Regions from separate parts of the Mus musculus genome. Here region 1 is linked to region 2. A link is a contact called in public promoter capture Hi-C data. All regions are on one chromosome and are shown on one strand. Each heading gives the region's core, a stretch centred on a gene start, on an enhancer-like site or on the middle of the called end of the contact. The rest is flanking DNA. Distances are from core to core; before and after follow the strand shown.

Region 1 (5,553 bases), core at 816-3,315, 1.9 Mb after region 2:
CTCCTGCTCAGTGGTAGGTAATGGCCTTTGGGAGGCTCAGCCTCCAGAGACTTCATTTTTGCTGCCTCCTCCAGTGGCAATTAAGTGGGGGCTTTCTCTTGAAGGACAGGAAATCTCGGGGTCACAAAGTGATGCTTTGAAGGGAATTACCCAAATGTGCCAAGTTTGTGCTTGGACTTTCTCCCACTCCCCTCCGCCCCTGCCCTGTGATGCCTGTATGAATGAATCCCATTTCACAGAGACGGCTAACTGAGGTTCAACATAGACAAAGGGAGGAGAAAAGTGCAAAATGTATTAAATTTCCACGGGTGCTGTGCAAAATGCTTCGGATATTGCATTGTCCCAAGGCCCACCCTCAAGTCATTTCCCCTACAATGTTTGGAGGAGAAAGCATCTCAACAACTAGAAAAGGGGAGAGCCAGGAAGCCTTCCCTTTTATCCAACCACAGGCCTTTGTGAGCACAATATGCAGTGCGCACACCCGAGGGAAAGGGCTATGCCTCTCATCTCTGAAGAGGACCCTTGTCATGGGCACTTTGCAGTGCCTACAATGACAGCCACCACTGCTGAATAGGAGGCAGGCTGCTGTTTATAATAATTGCCATCCTAGCTGGGGGAAGAACAGCCGGGGGCATAACCTGATCCACAGGCAGAAATCAACCTAGCTCTCTGGAAAGCTTGTAATTTCCTGTTACCATAGCAACACCAGCATCTCCATCCCCCCCAGGACGTGAGAAGAGCTGCTCTTACCATGTCCTTCCTCCCAACCCCCTCCAATACCTTCTATCTCTGAGATTTTTGTGTTTCAATTAATTACTGTCAATGCCTGTACTGCGTTTTGTCTCCTCCTCCTCCTCCTCTTCTTCTTCTTTTTATTTTTATTTTTTTCTTATTCCATCTGCTGAGTCACCGTGTCCTGCTCTGTATTAGAGTGGTTATTCACTAGAACATTTGGGTGCTGGTTGCCATGGCCACAGTGCAGCCTGCATCCTTCATCACCTGTTAATTCTCAGCAAGGCTGGTTGCGAGCGTGGGTACCACTGCCCTTATACAAGACCCAAGGGACATCAAAGCTCCTCAAGACAGGAAAGGGGGCCCAATGACGCATACATGAGAGCAAATGTCTCATCTCAGTTATGGAAAAAAAAGTCTAGAGATTGTTATAACCTTGCAAACCACATTCAGGTGGAAGTTTATCAAATAAACCAAGAAATGTATCATTTTTCTTTCCCGGTACATCTTTGAAAAAATGCCTTCGTTCACTAACCACTTTAAGATGTAATTTTTTTGTTGCAATGTTATGAATTCTTTATGCAAATCACAACCTACCCCTGAAAGCAACATGGAAGAGTCTTGAAACACAAGGTCCTCAAGGAACTGGCTCCCAGTAGGGGGCTGGCTAGAGGTCTGATTAGGTGCAAACCCAAGGAGTGGGTCCAAGAGTGTTGGGCAGATCCCGCCCAACATAGAGGGCATAGACAAGAGATGCTGAGGGTTTTCCATGGTAACAGGAGCATAAAAGGGTTCCAAGGCAACCAACATGAGAATCTCAACAGAAAGAGCAAGCCCATCAGCCCATGGCCCATTGCTCCTGATAACTATGACAATGATATCCTGTTTGCAAAGCCCAATGGAGGGGACAGGGATCAATAAGTCAGCCTACATGCATACACTACCTGTTCATCAAACATCAACATATGCGCACATTGGTCATTTGATTCTCATTCATTCTCTCCCTTCCCTCTCCTCTCAGCCCCGCCCCATGGGATGTAGTCCAATAGAAGACTAGGAAGCCGATGGCCCAAGGCATACAGTAGAATGAGCTGCTCTGGAGCCCAGGGAATCTGTCTCCTGTCTGTCTCCTCCCTGTTTCAGCCCTTCCCTTTCCCCATATTCTGAATAAATAACTAATTGATTGACAGCTCTGTGACAGGGTGGGGCAGAGTGACAGGTTGAACCTACATTCCAGGCCCATTTCTCTTGCTGTGGGGAGTCTGGCCTCACCTGGAAGGAGGGTTTGGGAGGAACCTCGAGGGCTTTATAAGGCAGACCTGGAGCAGCGCACAGAGCAGAGCTGACCCAGCGCCACAACAGCCAACTATTCCCCAGCTCTGTGGGTGAGAAATTGGGAAGGGAAAAGAGGGAAAGGGAGGGGAGGGAAGGGACAGCAAGGATGAGAATTGACAAGCCCCCTGCCTTTAGAGGCTCCAGGCCATGGTGTCTCCAGAGATGGGGTCCCTTGCTTGGCCCAGAGTGGAAGGAACTGAGTCGCAGTTCTAAGGCCACACTGTTGTCCGTGATTCCCGCCTGCCTTTCTGCTTCACTTAGAACCCAGCCATGATCCTGGGGCTCCTGCCAGCCAGGGAGATGAGCAAGTGAGGGCCTATCCCCCATTGCTAAGATGAGAAAACTGAAGTCTAGAAGACAGGACGTGCTAAGACTGGAACTCACAGCTCTGGGTCCCGTCGCAAGCCCTTTCCTAGGCCAGTGCTACCTAAAAGAAAATTCTGCAATAATGAGAATGCTTTAAATCCGCACTTTCCTATATAGCAGCCATTAGCCACAGGAGTACTTATCATGTGGCTAGTTCAAAGGTGGAAAAATTGTATAGCAATTCATTCAAATGTAAGGAGACACAAATAACTAGTGACTGCCATATTTATCAAGCTGTATGGCTCATATTGGACAGAACAATTGTCTATAGCATTGATTTTTTCCCCCTTTTCATTCATTCTTTCTTTTTGGAAGGGTATCACTCTAGCCCTGGTTTGCCTAGCACTCACAGAACCTTGAGAGTGAGGCAATCCTGCCTCAGCCTCCCAAGTACTGAGACAGAAACAGGAGCCAGCAAGTCCAGCTGCGATTTTCAACATTTCTTTATTAGCCACAAATATTTCTCTCCCTCAGAACATCTCATTTGAGAATTTTGTCATAAGAAGCTAATATTTTTAAGGTTTTTTTTTGGTTGTTGTTGTTTGGTTGTTTTTTGTTTTTTTGTTTTTTTCAAGATAGGGTTTCTCTAGTACCACCCTGCCTGTCCTGCAACTAGCTCTATATAGAGACCAGTAGAGACCAGGCTGGCCTTGAACTCAGAGATCCGCCTGCCTCTGCTTCCTGAGTGTTGGGTTTGAAAGCATGTGCCAACACTCACAGCCTCTAATATATTTTTTTTTTAGTTTTTCGAGACAGGGTTTCTCTGTAAGACCCTGGCTGTCCTGGAACTCACTTTGTAGACCAGGCTGGCCTCGAACTCAGAAATCTGCCTGCCTCTGCCTCCTGAGTGCTGGGATTAAAGGCATGCGCCACTATGCCTGGCGTTTTTGTTTTTGTTTTTTTCTAATATCTTTTAATACACATTTTTCTTACGGGGGAAAGTTAAAAAAAAAAAAAAGCAAAAACAAAAACAAAACAGAAAATATCAAGTCCCAAGAACAGATAAGGTTTGGAACTTGATGTTTGCTTGGGCATTCTACTTTAGGTCCAAGCTGTGGTTTCCCCAGACTTGACTCACCCCACAGCTTGGCTGCAAATGCTGGGTTTAATTTATTTTCCTTAGCTGCATAAGTACAGTTGCAGGCTGTTCATCAGCTAAACACAGCGGAGCCTCTGCTCCAAGGTTGCCTAGCAACCATGGGGCCCAGCCTCTGATGGACATACTAGTGGTCTCCAAGTGGCAGTGTATGATCTATAACACCTTTTAGTGTGCGCATGCCTCTTTGTTGTTGCTACTTAAAATTTCACTTTAAGCTCTAAGAGTCACCGGACCTAGCCTCATCTGGTGGAACAGTCTGGAAAATACTGTTCTATGGTCATTGTGGGTGATTTTTTGCATTTGAAATTGTGTGTGTGTGCCTGTGTATGTGTGCATGCACACACACATTTGGATGAGCAAGGCCAGTACCCATATGGACATCAGAGGAAGTCTATTGCTCTGTAGTTTAGTCCATTGAAACCAGATCTCTCTCCCCCTCCCCTCCCCCTCCCCCTCCCTCTCTCCTTTCCTCCCTATCTCCCTTTCTCTCCCTCTCCCTCTCTCTTTTTGTAGCGAGGCAGATTAGAGCTCATCTGGTCTAGCCCTTTACCTCTGGGACTATGGAATAGCCCCATCTTGAAGCCCAGTTCTCTTCCCTTCTCAGACAAGATGCCTCGACTGTGTGTGTACATGCTGGTCTTAGTGCTGGCTCTAGCTACCTTCTCGGAAGCTTCTTGGAAGCCCCGCTCCCAGCTACAGGATGCATCATCTGGACCAGGGACCAATGAGGACCTGGAACAGCGCCAGTTCAACAAGCTGGGCTCAGCCTCTCACCATCGAAGGCAGCTGGGGCCCCAGGGTCCTCAACACTTCATAGCAGGTAGTAGCTGCTGAGCCAGCCAGGTTTAGCCATGGTTCCTCCATACTGACCCCACAGTTCTTTGAGACTTGGCCTTCTTCTCTCCGTTCTTACCTCCTGTTACCTCCTCAGACCTGTCCAAGAAGCAGAGGCCACGAATGGAGGAAGAAGAAGAGGCCTACGGATGGATGGACTTTGGCCGCCGCAGTGCTGAGGAAGACCAGTAGGACTAGCAACACTCTTCCAGAGCCCAGCCATCTCCAGCCACCCCTCCCCCAGCTCCGTCCTTACAAAACATATTAAAAATAAGCTAGCTTCCAATGTATCCCTGAGTCATGTCATGTGCTTGACTGGAGAGGGGTTGAGGCAGGAGGGAGAGCTGAGTACACCTTAGAGGCAGACCCAAGAGTAGCACTAATCAAGGATCTACCTGGGTGGGCAGTTAAACTTACTGCTCTTTCAAAGGATTCTGGTTCAATTCCCAGTACCCATATTGGGTGGCTCACAGCTGCCTATAAGTCCAGTTAGAGGGAATCCAACCTTCTTCTCATTTCCTTGGACATCTGTACTCACATGCATCTAGACACATAACATCGTGTGTGTGTGTGTGTGTGTGTGTGTGTGTATGTCAAAATGTGTCAATATTGGAAGGTTTAAACCTCCCAAGACTGCCCATTCCATTTACAGTGAGGCCACGACTCCATTCCAAAGCCCTGTGCTAGCTCAGCTGCCTTCTTCCTGCCCGAGGGAATCTAGTCTCTTCCTTCTCCTTCCTTTCTCACACAGACGTGTCATGCTCTTTCCTTCTCCTTTGCCCTTAGTGGTCTCAGCTCCCGGGATGTTCTTCTCTCTGCCCACACGTGGCAGGCTCCCCTTTCTACTTGAGGTGCCCCTAATTTCACGTGTATAACTGGTTTCTTGCCCACTACATCTGCCTTCTCATCCAGGTGGAAAACTAAGCATGGGTGGGTACTGGACTGGCTGGTTGTGTACGTCAACTTGACACAAGCTGGAGTTATCACAGAGAAAGGAGCCTTCCCTTGAGGAAATGCCTCCCTGAGATCCAGCTGTAAGGCATTTTCTCAATTAGTGACCAAAGGGGGAGGGCCCAGCCCATTGTGGGTGGTGCCATCCCTGGGCTGGTAGTCCTGGGTTCTATAAGAAAGCAAGCTGAGCAAACCAGGAGACATGATCCAGTAAGCAGCACCCCTCCATGGCCTCT
Region 2 (5,772 bases), core at 940-3,439:
CATCCAGATGTAGGCCCCATCCCCCTTCAACTGATTGCCATCGTCCTCGGGGCGCCTGGCTGCTTTGTGGTAAAGTAGGGTGACCAGTTCCTGGCAACCCCACAGGCCAAAATGAGGTAACAGTGGGCACAGAGCCGAGGTGGTGGTGGGGGTCTGAAGGGTATTTCTGATGATCTAGACTCTGACTGGAGAAGCAGGGACAGGAACATCTCAGTCAGGGTCTGTGGGTACTGCAAGGGGGTCTTTCTGCTTGTGGTTTTGTTTTTTGGAGAGAGGGGTTCACTATGAAGCCTTGGCTGCACAGATTAGGTGGGCCTTAAATTCACAGAGAGCCACCGGCCTCTACCTCCCAGAGGCAGGTATTAAAGGTGTGTGCCATCACAATTGGCTTGGGACACAGACCTTATTCCTCCAAATTCAGAAGCAGGACACACTGGCACCCTTGGAAAAGGAAGAGATGCTGAGCGCAAGTACCTGTCCTATCTCTCCGCACCCTGTGACACTGCATCTCAGGCTGCTGGGATGGCATGGACCAGCTCGGGGCTGAAGGGCCACCATGTACCATCCCTGAGCCCCCGACTCACCTTGCCATGGAACTGAGGCACTCTGTGGCCCTCCTGAAGGTAGAGGCCAACAGTGAACCACATACACTCATACTTGCAGTCGTCCCGACAGGTCCAGCCTGAAACAGACAAACAGGACTACAGCTGTGTGAGGACTTAGGGAGGCATAAGCCTCCAGGCACGAATGGAGACCAAGAGGACCTGAAGGCTGGACAGAATCAGCGGAAATCTCAGAATCTTACTTCCCAGTTGGACAGAGAAGAGAGGGTGGGTGTGCGCTCGAGCACGCACGCACACACACACACACACACACACACACACACACACACACAGCGGGGGGGGGGGGAGAATATATTATATCAGTGGGAGCAAAGAGAATAGTTTCTTCTCCCTTGATCTAAGCTCTTAGGATCTGGCAGGCCCCTCTTGGAGACCTAGGTTCATACTTGTCCATCCTGAACCCAGGGAGGGATCTTTGGTGCCCTCCTATGTCCTGTGAAAATCGAGCTCAGACCTTTCATCAGACTCCTCAGGTTCCCCGGTACCTTTGTTTCCTTATTGCCCCTAATCTTCCTGCTCCCTGATCTCTGGGTAAACCAAGATGCTTCATGTACCCAAATCCTCCTAGGACCTCCAAGCTCTCTGTTGCCTCTGTCTGGAATGGAAACCGGATAATAATGTGGAGGAGCTGTTGGTCAAACAGGTCAGATCTGGGAATTCTGCTCTGCCACTTTACAGACGGTGTGACCTTGGGCAAGGTACTTAGTCTCTCTGAGTGTTCTCATCTTTAAAGCGGATTAGGGAAAGTATCTGACGGGGTTGTGGTGAAAGCCAGCTGACCTGCTGTGACACCCGTCCAACGTGGGTGCTCAATATGTTGGTTGACATCAATTCCATCCTGTTTAAATTGTTCTGTGGTTGAACACCCTGCCTCCACCCACTGAAGCTGACTCCGTCCCTTTCACTTCCAAATGCGTATAGTGCTTAACCTATGGGCCCATTAGGTCTCAAACTATTCTGTCTTGGAGAAGGCTAATGTTCACCTGCCTGGGGATTATAAGCCCAGAAGGGCAGGCTCCTGGTCTGCTTCCTGGGTTACTTCAGGTCTTCTTTGTATTTAAAAAGTAGTGGTTTGAATAAATAACATGAAACCTCTGGAAAGGTGGGGTAGGCTGATGCAATAGCCCCCCCCCCACCTTCCCACCCCTCCACACACACTCAGGAGGCTCCTGACATTAACACTCTTGAGAGAACGCTGAGGGAAACTGAGGTTCTAAGTTGCAGAACAGCAGGGCACAGTAGGCGGAGCCAAGACGAACAGGCGGGGCTTTCACGGGTGGGCGGGGCTTACCAGCTAGGCTCATGTAGATTGGCTGGCGGGAGCGGAAGTGCTTCAGTGCGTCTCCCGAACAGTTCCGTTCCTCGCATCGGAGCACGCAGTCGCGGTACACGGGCTCGCGGTCGCCCTGGGAACCCCCCGCGAGTCCCACTGCCAAGGTTAGCAGCAGCAGCGGCGCCGTCCGCTTGGCCATTCTGTCACTGTGCCCGGCCGCTGAGGGAGGAGCTTGGGAGAAGACGAAGTCCCACTTCCGTAACAACCGGAAGTACCTGTGTTCATCGTTGCATCCTCCGCTGACGCCCGCCCACTTTAAATAAAAGTTCCCGGATTTCAGTGGGCGGGTACCCCACCTCTATACTGCTGTCTCCTCTTTTCATATACAGCACCTAAGGAGAAGGGGCGATTTGCGCCCAGGAGCAAATTAAGTGTACTTTCTCCCTTCTATTTTACACGGTCTTTGTTTCAAGCAGACGCCTTTCTGTCACCCACTCTCTTAGATTCCAGTTTCCAAATGTTCTGGGTACCCCACTTATCCCCATTTCTTATGTCAGCATCTTGATTAAAGACGCTGCCATTAAAAGAGCTGAAGAACTTCTTAACAGGTGTCTTTGTCTCTACTTTGGTCCCCTCCAGTAGGCATTTCTCTCCTATTTAGCTTTGTGTTACTGTGATAAAGACCAACTTGGGGTTTGCTTTATGTCACCCCATCACAAGCCATCATGGAGGGAAGCCAGGGCAGGAACCTGGAGGTAAGAGCGGAAACAGAGGCCTCGAAGGAGTGCTGCCTACTGGCTTAGTCACTTAACAACACCCAGGACCACTTGCCCAGGGTTGGCACCTCCCACAGTGGTATGGACCCTCCCATGTCAATTATTAATCAAGAGAGTGTCCTCTGTAGACTTGCTGACAGGCCAGTCTGAAGGAAGCATTTATTTTCTTAATTGAGGTACCCTTTTCCCAGATGACCCTAGCCAGTGTCAAGCAGACACAAACACAAAAACGAACAACAACAAAACCCAAAACTAACCACGGCTCCACTTTCTAAAATTCAAGGTTGACCAATCTCTTTCTTACAATTCCTTACTAACTCCTCAACTCAGCCTGGCCTGGCCTGCTGGTCTTCACTCTGTTGCTCCAGATGCACTTTAAAGGTCCATGTCTCCAGAGTCTCTTGTCCTTGTGTGCTTTGGCCCTCTTGCTCCTGCTTGTTTTCCTGTTACCAATTAAAGGCTGTGTTTTAAGGATGATTGTTAGCACTGGATGGATACTATGTAGTGGCTTGTCTTTCCCCGATGGGATGGAGTCCTTTCTTGTCCTGCTCACCTCTGGCACTAAAGTAGAACTTTGCTTTCCATGGGAGACACTTTGAGATCCTTCTTCCTTCCTTCCTTCCTTCCTTCCTTCCTTCCTTCCTTCCTTCCTTCCTCCCTCCCTCCCTCCCTCCCTCTCTCTCTCTCTCTCTCTCTCTCTCTCTCTCTCTCTTTCTTTCCTTCTTTAAGTAAATGAACAACTTAAAACTGTCTGGGTGGGCTAGCCACCTGTGAGTGAAGGCTCTTCACTGAACTCGATTCCCAGAACTCAATAAAGGTGGGAAAAGAGAATCCTCTCCACAGAGTTGTCCTCTGACATCAAGTGTGCTGCAGCACACACACACACACACACACACACACACACACACACTCACACACACTGCACTCTCAGGGGCTGGGGAGGTGGCTTATCAGTGAAGAATGAATGTTGTTCCTGCAGAGGACTAGAGCTCAGTTCCTAGCATCCACAGAGGCAGCTCAGGGTCATTTGCAAATCCAGCTCCAGGGGATGGAAGAACTTTTTCCTGTCTTTTCAGGCATTGCATGTAGACACATATACCTTGATCGAGACACTTGCTTCAGTCACCCCCATCTCTGTGCCCAACCACCAGCACCCAAATCTTTCTGTAGCTTTGATGTCATGTAACTAAATCCTGCCTCCCTCCCCTCCTCCCCGCCCCCCCCCCCATTGTTTTTGTTCATGGTAATTCTCTCTTTACATCCTGGAGAGGGAATTAGGGTTGTGGGGTAGGATTTAAGGATTACTAAATCGAAGGTGGATGAGCAAGAAGTACTATGGAATTACCTTCATTTAACCAGCGAAGAGCTCAAGGGTATATCATTCACCCTGAATCTTCTGTGAATGACACTTCTTCCAGCTAAATATAACGTAAGTACTGTCTTTGAAGTGGACCATCCAGTTGATAGGGATGAGGAAATTACTGGTTTTTGTGGAGATAAGGTCTTAATGTATAGCCCAGAGTGGTCTCCAAATTAGAATCGTCCTGCCTCTGCCTCCTAAATGCGGGAGTATAGGCATTGGCCACCTCAGTTCACTCTGGGAAATTGAAATGAGAAAGCAAGCCAGGTGGGGTCACACACACCTTTAATCCCAGCATTAAAAGGGCAGAAGCAGGGGGATCTCTTTGAGTACCAGACTTACACACACACACACACACACACACACACACACCAAAACAAAACAACCCAACAACAAAGAAAACTAAAATGAAAAAGCAGGCACTGTGGTCCCCAGTAGCTGATGAGAGACACACAATCAAATCCTAATATTACAGCCAGCCCTTTACCTTTTTTTTTTTTTTTTTTTGGTCTTTATTATTCTGAGGATGTATCTTTTATGGGAGGCCATTGTTTGAACTGAGCAGCTGCAGGAGGCCCTGAGAAACCAGAGCAAGGCAACAGGGAGTGGCTCATGCTAAAGGCTACATAAAGTCAAACTGAACATGTAGAGAAGGTAGATCCCAAAGGAAACCAGTTGCTACCAAAAACAGAAGGTCTGGGTCTGCCTTCGACATCTTAGTTAAGCACTCTCTCTGTTTTGATCCTTTCTAGACCTGGAGGAAACAGAGGTCGGAGGTGCTTACACTGTCTAGGCCCTGGGTTGATCCTGGGGACAAAAACTAAGAAGGGATTCGGAGCTGCTTTTCTCTTGTCCTGTTTTCTCCTGCCCACTTCCCAGTCAGGATTTTTTTTTTCTCTTGTTCTGCTTCTTTGTTTCCATTTACAAGACCCTGAATCCCGTTCTGACCAGTGTGATCATGCCTGAGCGCTGTTTAATGAAACCGGAGCAGTCCATTTGCTGTATGAGCTACTTGTTGTTATTTTCACCTTATTTACTTTAAAATAATTAATCGATTAATTGTACATTTTCTTTATTTCTGTGGAAGGGGGCGGGGCATACCCATGCCACAGTTATGCTGTGGTCAGAGGACAACCTGTGGGACTTGCCTCCTTCCACCTCATGAGTCCCAGAGATCAAACTCAAGTGGTCACTCTTGGCAGCAGGTCCTTACCCACTGAGGAAGCCATCTCTCCCTGGGGTTTTATGTCTTTTGGCAGGATGCCGTCTCCTGGGACAGCTCTCGGATGTTTTCCCTGCTAACAATTACCTGGTGTCCTCCCTTTCTCTGGTCTCCAGCTCAGAGCCCCCTTTCGTATTGCATTCTATTGGCTTAACCTGCTTTCAAATTTATATTTGGTTCTCGGTGTGAACCCACAGGATGGAACATCATGAACTCATTATTTCAATTCGGCCTTATGGAGCCCTGGGATATAGCAGCCACTATACTAGTGAAGGAAGGAAAGATGAACTGAACTGGTTGCTTGTGGGGAGCCGAGGAAGCCAAGAACGTTCCGAGCAAATGTGTGTTGTTCACATGACACAACAATGCCTCCGACGCCTTCCTTCCCACGAGGCACAGAGGAATGGCAAAGCTTTTCTCTGATCAAAATCCTAGTGTTTATAACTGACTGAGCAGTGTGTGCAAAAACTAGCAACTGGTAGCTTCCTCCTCTCAGGCGCCTGCAACCTGAGATTGCC

What was found. Promoter capture Hi-C pulls out the DNA fragments that hold promoters and counts their contacts.
Region 1: a contact with region 2 is called in a promoter capture Hi-C map of hippocampal neurons, with 5 times the contacts expected there. The contact joins the promoter of Gast here to the promoter of Pgap3 in region 2. A contact is called at or near these places in 2 of 39 promoter capture datasets (hippocampal neurons and liver).

What each region holds. Positions count from the first base shown.
Region 1 is chr11:100,332,342-100,337,894 of GRCm38.p6, forward strand. Gast (gastrin) reads left to right here and starts at 2,066. Exons shown (of 3, transcript NM_010257.4): 1 at 2,066-2,117; 2 at 4,137-4,352; 3 at 4,464-4,656. The coding sequence starts at 4,142. The coding sequence ends at 4,558.
Region 2 is chr11:98,398,301-98,404,072 of GRCm38.p6, forward strand. It overlaps Pgap3 (post-GPI attachment to proteins 3), which reads right to left and starts at 2,190. Exons shown (of 8, transcript NM_001033537.2): 1 at 1,915-2,190; 2 at 585-682. The coding sequence starts at 2,095.